2 separate regions of the Salmo salar genome follow, and region 2 is linked to region 1. Evidence: chromatin contacts called from public Hi-C data. All regions are on one chromosome and are shown on one strand. Each heading gives the region's core, a stretch centred on a gene start, on an enhancer-like site or on the middle of the called end of the contact. The rest is flanking DNA. Distances are from core to core; before and after follow the strand shown.

Evidence for each region. A called contact is a pair of places that touch in the nucleus more often than the background predicts.
Region 2: a contact with region 1 is called in a Hi-C map of gill, with 5 times the contacts expected there. The contact joins the promoter of oaz1b here to the promoter of tmem38b in region 1. A contact is called at or near these places in 3 of 3 Hi-C or Micro-C datasets (blood, gill and muscle).

The regions. Positions count from the first base shown.
Region 1 is chrssa01:124,398,594-124,402,603 of Ssal_v3.1, reverse strand. It overlaps tmem38b (transmembrane protein 38B), which reads left to right and starts at 2,289. Exons shown (of 6, transcript XM_014125291.2): 1 at 2,289-2,663. The coding sequence starts at 2,540.
Region 2 is chrssa01:124,565,465-124,569,474 of Ssal_v3.1, reverse strand. It overlaps oaz1b (ornithine decarboxylase antizyme 1b), which reads right to left and starts at 1,852. Exons shown (of 6, transcript XM_014125339.2): 1 at 1,625-1,852. The coding sequence starts at 1,755.

The sequences.
Region 1 (4,010 bases), core at 1,040-3,539:
GGCTGTTTGGAGTGTTTATCCGACTGGATAAAAAAGAAAATTCTATTAATAATAATTATGTCCCCCCCACTTCTAAAACCAAAGTTGCGCCTCTGGTGGAAACATACCACTTGGTGGGAAAAATGACATATTTTCTTTATGCAGATTCTAGAATATTTGCATGAAAATCTGTTGCCAATTGGATGGAAACCTAGCTAGTGTATCAAATCAATCAACTGGGTCCAACCCAAAGCTGTCACACAACATTGTATCATCTAGCCCAGTGGTTCCCAAACTTTTTATAGACCCCTTCAAACATTCAACCTCCAGCTCAAATGTTGTTTTTTTTACCATCATTGTAAGCCTGCCACACACACACACACACACACACACTATACGATACATTTATTAAACATAAGAATGAGCGTCAGTTTTTGTCACAACCCGGCTCGTGGGAAGTGAAAAAGAGCTCTTATAGGACCAGGGCACAAATAATAATATAATAATAATTAATCATTTTGCTATTTATTTAACCATCTTACATATAAAATCTTATTTGTTCATTGAAAATTGTGAATAGCTCACCACAGGTTAATGAGAAAGGTGTGCTTGAAAGGATGCACATAACTCTGCAATGTTGGGTTGTATTGGAGAGAGTCTCAGTCTTAAATCATTTTCCACACACAGCCTGTGCCTGTATTTAGTTTTCATGCTACTGAGGGCCAAGAATCCACTCTCACATCGGTACGTGGTTGCAAAGGGCGTCAGTGTCTTAACATCGCAATTTGCCAATCCAGGATACAGTGGCTTCTGATTAAATAAACTTTTCACAGAACCACTTGTTGCAACTTCGATGAGGCTCTCTTGTTCAGATATTGGTAAGTGGACTGGAGGCAGGGCATGAAAGGGATAACAAATCCAGTTGTTTGTGTCATCCGGTTTGGGAAAGTACCTGCGTAATTGCACACCTAACTCACTCAGGTGCTTCTCTATATCACATTTGACATTGTCCGTAAGCTTGAGACATGCCATACTATTTTTGTCCAGACTGCATCAGATACATGGTCTAAACATACTGAGACAGAGGGGCGCTGTTTCGCTCGCTCAGATGCTTTATCTGAGATTGATGTTCCTTTCTGTGGGCGCTTGTCTCGGTCAAATAAACAATCAATATTTCAATATTTTATTTGGACGGGCAAGGAGGTAGAGTATGTCGGGCCAGGCCCCATAACGCTGGCCCTGGGCAGCGACATTGAGGACTTTCCCCATTTTGAAGTGGTCAACTGGGTGGGACTTCCTCTGGGTTAAGGAAGGATCACATAATTCCATCCAGGTCACCAGGAGAGATTATCAGCCATCATAGCTGTGGGAAATAGGGGTGCTGTGGGTGCTGCAGCATCCTGTGAAAAATCATAATTTAAAACAAAAGTTTAAAAAAAGTCCTTCACTAGTCATGTATTAAAGGCCCGATATAGCCATCTGTAACGTCAGCAAAAAAGTCGCAGCCCCCCCCCACCCCCAAACATCTTCCTGCGGCTATGTCAGCCAATGAATTATACCTCTGAGCAAACGTTCCATAACTGCAGGTGGCAGCAAATCGCCAACCTTGGATTTATACCTGTTCAAACAACATGTTCCAAGTGGCAGTATGTACCCTTTCAGTTTGTTGGCCAACGTATAGATATAGTAGAAGAAGAACATTTATTGAAAATGGAGGTGGACTCCATGGCGCTGCCGTGCTCTCACAGGCGCCATAATGGGACAGATACAAAGATGCGATGTCTATCTAAGTCCATGGTTGAGCCCTCAACTTGATCTACAGTAGACATGTTCTTGTTCACGAACTGTTCGATCAAAATAAACCTACACATACAACATGCATCCCCTTTTTCTTTTTGGCAGGTAGGCTAGCCTACAGTAGGTAACCTACACAAATTGTTACATGTTATACTGTAATGACTGATGCAAAGTGTACCTACACAGTTGTTACACGCTACCTATGCACAATACAAACAGTTGCAACGATAATAACCTGTGCATAACTGTACCTGCTGCTCATGTAATTACAATTATGTAAATAGTTGCAACCTGTATGCTCGTGTGCGTGTGTGTGTCTGTGTGTGCGTGTGTGTCCACGCGCGTGCAGAAGTGTATTGCGAAACCTGTCCTATAGCGTCAGTCCGCGAGCCACACACACACCTCTGATTGGCTCATCCTTCCACTTCTTGCCAATCAGAGAGCTCCGCTCGCTCCAACCGCCACCTCATTGACGGACTTACGTAGCCGGAATTCCGCATCCTGATGTCAATGGCATTGCATTGGCTGTCCCTTGTCCATAGGGAGCCGTTGCTGACCGATAAACAGGTGTTGTCAGTTTTGCGCTCGTCAGAACCAGCTGTTTTGATCTGAACTCTGAAGACAAAACAGACGCGACAGACCGGGGATAAACCACTAACCGACTGCTCAGATGCTCGGAGTTGGACGACTGCCACTTATTTAAACACCTCGAAGATTAGAAGTAGAGAGCACTCATATCGAGGGATTCCAGAGTAACAGAAATATGGATTTGTTTGGGGTTCTGAATTTGGACGAAGTGTCCCATGGACTGGCTGGTCTGTCCATGTTTCCATACTTTGACACGGCGCATTACATTGTCTCAGTGATGGCATTGCGAGAACAGCCAGGTAAGCAAAGACCGTTCAACAGCGGGTTGACATTGACCGGTCTAGTTCACTACAGTAGCCTAGTTATAACTGTTTATAAAGCTTAATCTATCTACTAGCCTATTGAATGTTTTGCTTCGTTGCTTTCCATATTTTAATGACAATAAGGCAAGGCTTGAATACTACACTTTTTGCTCCCTGATGACAGAATTCCGCCTCGAGTTGCCTCCACACCAGACGTGACAGTAAGCGTTCGAGTAAGCGTGTGAGAACGTGGAACTTGAGAGAACATTCCACACAATTCAACGTTTTTGGCCACGTCATGTTTTCATTTTCGAAATACCCACAGCTGGATGGCGTAATAATCTTAGGGAATGGATTACTGCTGCGGGATTAATTTGAGAATTGACATCCCTCATATTACAAAGTGACAGAGCTATGCATGAGTCCTAGCTAAATCTATTTATGTTTTATCTATTTGCCCAGTTGACATTAACAAGGTCAAGTCACGCCACTTTTGCACCCTTCAAGTTTTTAAACATGCCTCTGGAAGTTCATATAGTGGACAGTGATTGTGTGCGGGCACACACACACACACACACACACAATCCCTCTCCCACACACATAGTGAGATAGTGTATTGTGCTGTATCAGGGCGTGGGGACTAATTACTTCAGTTTTAATCTTTAGCCTGAACTGTATGTAACTGGAGCTTTGCAGCTATAAGATTTTGATACTCTGTGCTTGAGAAGGGAGGCGAAAGAGACCCATCAATAATTGAATGGGGCTCCTCTCTGGTTCTGTTTTGGCATCAATACTGCCTCAAGACTCACGGATGGAAAAACGTGACCCAAATGTAGATAATGACATACAGTAGGCTATAAATGGATAATAACACAGAATGTGTGATTTAGAGAACACAATCAACTACTGTAGCCTATTCATGAATCACGATAACGTTTATGATAAGCTTAAAGGTCAATGAAAGTAAATCAGTCAATGGCATGGCTGTATTGACCTCATATGTTATCTTAACATTTACAACAAACACACTATCACTGGCACTAACCATTGTGATATAGGTAGCAGCAACAGTACAGGCCTACTGCACATCGGGTTGCCTGACACTATGCCAAGTCTGTTATATTTATGTCACTCTTATAGTGGCTCAGTTTAGAGACAGGTGGAGTTTTACAGCTTCAAGGTTGACCTTTTCCCCAAACAAACCAGACCTGAGTTCAAAATAAAAAATATTCAAGCATTTACTCTAGTCTGTCTGGAGTACCAGATGAATAGTTGCATTTTTGTGACAATTCTATTGGTTCCATTGCGGCAGGCAAGCTCAGTCAAGCCCAGATAAAGAATTTG
Region 2 (4,010 bases), core at 603-3,102, 170 kb before region 1:
CTAAATATGTGTATGTAACCAATAAAATTTGATAGGGCAAAATATGTCACACTAAAGCCATATAACCTAAACAAATTGTATTATTCCAAGGCAAAACTACATCATGAATAAACATAATCCACCATGTATGTGATGGATAGCATTGTATGGCACACAGCAGGTTGCTTAACGCTGTTCAGGGGACATCTGGAGGCTGCCTTGCATCAGGAGGGCACTAGTGATGGATCATTCGCAAACGAACGACTCTTTTTGAACGGGTCTTTTTGGTGAAGGTCAGGAACCGAACCGCATCGGTGAAAGAGCCATTAATTTGGCTCCCAGACTGCAACTACTGCATTTTGATCTAAAAAAAACAACGTTTTTCTGCAGATAAATTACAAAATAATTATCTAGAGGGTGAACCCTCACCGCCTAGACAATGGAGAGCGTGTCAATCTGGTCCACGCAAATTTTTTCATTGCAACATTTTTTTTGGGGGGGTGCAAGATAATAGTTTACGTTTTGGGCTATACGTTGGATATCTGTACTTTTTTTTCAGAGTTCTAGCTAGGTCCATTTTCAAGGATTTTGAACAAAGAGCCGTTTGGGAGTCGGCTCACCGAAAATACTCGGAATGCCCCACGATGGGGAAAACGTGCACGATGAGGAAAAACGTGCCAATCTTAACTGCGTATCTGCCGGATGACAAATTAACTTGACCAAAAAAAACTGCCAATGATCGCTACAAGTCAAACGTATAAATAGCATACTAAATGTAATAATGAATTCATCCCACGTAGATATGTAATTGCACCATTATTTAATTTATTCATAGGGGTTGGATGATTAATTCAACAATACTTTGATAATGACTCCAATATTGTTTTGGGTGTATAATTTTGAGGGACTAATAGTATAATGGTATAATGTTACAATGTAACCGTAAAAGAGTGACGTCACAAATGGAGGAATGACGTTGCGTCACTTGGGCCTTCTGATTAATAATCAATTGTGTTTAGAGAAAAGGTAACAATGGACGTGGATTCCGCGTGTTTCTTCAGTTTTAAAGTTGCTCATCCATTAAACAAGCCATTCTAATGACAGTTTCATTTTGGGCCTTTTAACTGGTTGACCAGCGAGTTAACGGTAGCTAAGCTACCTGACTATGCTATGCTTGCAGGTGGCAAGCTAGTTACACAGCTAACGTTACATCATCTTATCGAGCTAAACTACGAAACGATGTCATTGGCAACCATTGAAACAAAATTGAAATAAATGGTTAAGGTGTTCCGTTTGTAAAAAGTGGTGATGGATTTAGCTAGGCTTCCTAGAGGACCTTGATAATGTAGCTAGATTTTAGCCTAGCTTCTGTTATATAAATGACGTATCTTGGCTAGCTAGCTAGCTTAGGATAAGCTAAGGGAGAGAGGACTAACCTTACACAATAACGTTATAATTCGTCACTCCAAATTAATGTAGGATATGTTTCATAGATTACTTATCTAGCTAACCAGTTGTGGACAAATATGAATATTTTACGTCATAAGAAATTAAATCCCAGTTTATATTAGTAGCTACTTCCTCGTCACTGATAAAAATGCACCATCCCCCACTTCACTTCGCTATTTTCTCCGTCTTCACTTACTTGCCAATCATGTCACAAATATTAACGTTACTACTTAAATCCGCCATTGTAGTACAGAACTGTGGTTTTCCTTCTTTCTCGCGAGCAAAGCAATGACTGTTTAAGATCCGCTGGAGGTTGGATTTTACCATCCGGCCTCGGAGAGAGACACGACTGGCTTCTGACTGCTCACTGCAATGGTCGGCTGAGGAATAGAGCTCGATCAGTTCTGAACTCAAGCTATGAGCTACGTAGGGAAAACAAGCGATACGTAGCTAGTTAGAGGTGAAGTTAGCTACATGGGGGCGTCTTCCGTGCAAGTGGAAAAATACCAAGGCTAGTAAACGAACAACAAAGACAGACAGACAGCAGGGCTGATGTTTGTCATCAAGGCAAGAAAAGTTGAATGTGTAGTCTCCATGCAACATTATAATTAGTCTTTCAGTTACATTTCATTTGATTGAAAGGTACAGCATCATTGATGGCTTGAACACAGTGGGTGAATAGGTGAATTATAACTAGGCCTTATTCATATTATTGTCAATTGAATGTAATACAGTAGCTACATATTTGTATAGTTTTGCATGTTGTTACTCTAGCCCCCCCAGCAGTATAAAATACCACGTTGCCTGCCCTGCAGTATAAAATACTACTTTGCCACAACAAACTAGACATTTTGGCTAAAAACATTTTCCCTGTGAACCCAACAGTGGACGGGAGAGAGTGCAATAGGCTACATACCTATGTTCTCGCCAAGCAGGTTAATCTCCTTGGGATGAGGATATAGCCTTGGATTGTTTATCTGGCTCTAAAAGGTGTCAATGTCAGTATGTCTGGTGGATAAGCTTTGAGGAGTAGCTATTTATCTTGGATGCTATTACCAGGGGCAAAGCAAGAATACGTCCCAAATGGCACCCTATTCCCTGGGTGTCATTTGGAACATGGCCCAAGACAAGTCAGTGCTTAAATTGACCCCAGTGACCTTTTACCTTGGAGTAAAACATAACATTCATACATAACTCTGTTGAATGGCTGACAAAGCAACTGGCCTATACCGATTGCCTCATCCAATTGGGCCACTGCCATTATGATGTGTACTTACCAGTAGTCTCATATTGGTATGTGAAGCCTATGGAGAGAAATGCAGCAACATTCACGCTTTAGGCTGATTAATTTCCTTTCATATCTTTAGCCAGCTCCAAATCAAAATGCCAGACTATGCTTATCATATTAACCATGCCATGAACTGGTAATGTCCCAAATGGCACCCTATTTCCTATATAGTGCAGTACTTTTGACCAGAGCCCTATGGACGGTGTACACTTTTGCACTATAAAGGGAATAGGCTGCAATACCTAAAGTATTTCAGTTCATAATAGCCAACTTGTTGTGATGTTGAGCGGTCTGCTGCTTGCCCCACAGCTCCAAGAGTAGCTGCAGCCCAATATGGTGACCGGAGTATGGGCGAGTGGGTGTCGAAAGTAGTGGGTGTATGGAATGCGAATCAGCTAATTGGGCAGATTTGTTGCCACTCAAGACCGTTTGGCGTGGCTGACTAACGAATATTGAGATAACCATCTAGATGTGACCTTGAACCATACAGTACCAGTCAAAACTTTGGACACACCTACTCATTCAAGGGTTTTTCTTAATTTTTACTATTTTCTACATTGTAGAATAACAGTGAAGACATCAAAACTATGAAATAACACATATTAAATCATGTAGTAACCAAAAAAGTGTTGAACAAATCAAAATATATTTTAGATTCTTCAAAGTAGCCATCCTTTGCCTTGATGACAGCGTCACGTGGAATGCTTTTCCATCAGTCTTGAAGGAGTTCTTATTCTAAAATGGATTCAAATAATTCCTCATCAATCTACACGCAATACCCCATAATGACAAAGCGAAAACAGGTTTTTAGAAATGTTTGCTAATTTATTAAAAATTAAAACAGAAATACCTAATTTACATAAGGCCCTTTGCTATGAGACTCAATTGAGCTCAGGTGCATCCTGTTTCCATTGATCATTCTTGAGATGTTTCTACAACTTGATTGGAGTCCACCTGTGGTATGTTCAATTGATTGGACATCATTTGGAATTGCACACGCCTGTCTATATAAGGTCCCACAGTTGATAGTGCATGTCAGAGCAAAAACCAAGCCATGAGGTCGAATGAATTGTCAGTAGAGCGCCGAGACTGGATTGTATCGAGGCACAGATCTGGCGAAGGGTACCAAAAAATGTCTGTATACTTGAAGGTCCCCAAGAACACAGTGGCCTCCATTCTTAAATGGAAGAAGTTTGGAACATACAAGACTCTTCCTAGAGCCAGACTCCCATCCAAACTTAGCAATCGGGGGATAAGGGCCTTGGTCAGGGAGGTGACCAAGAACCCAATGGTC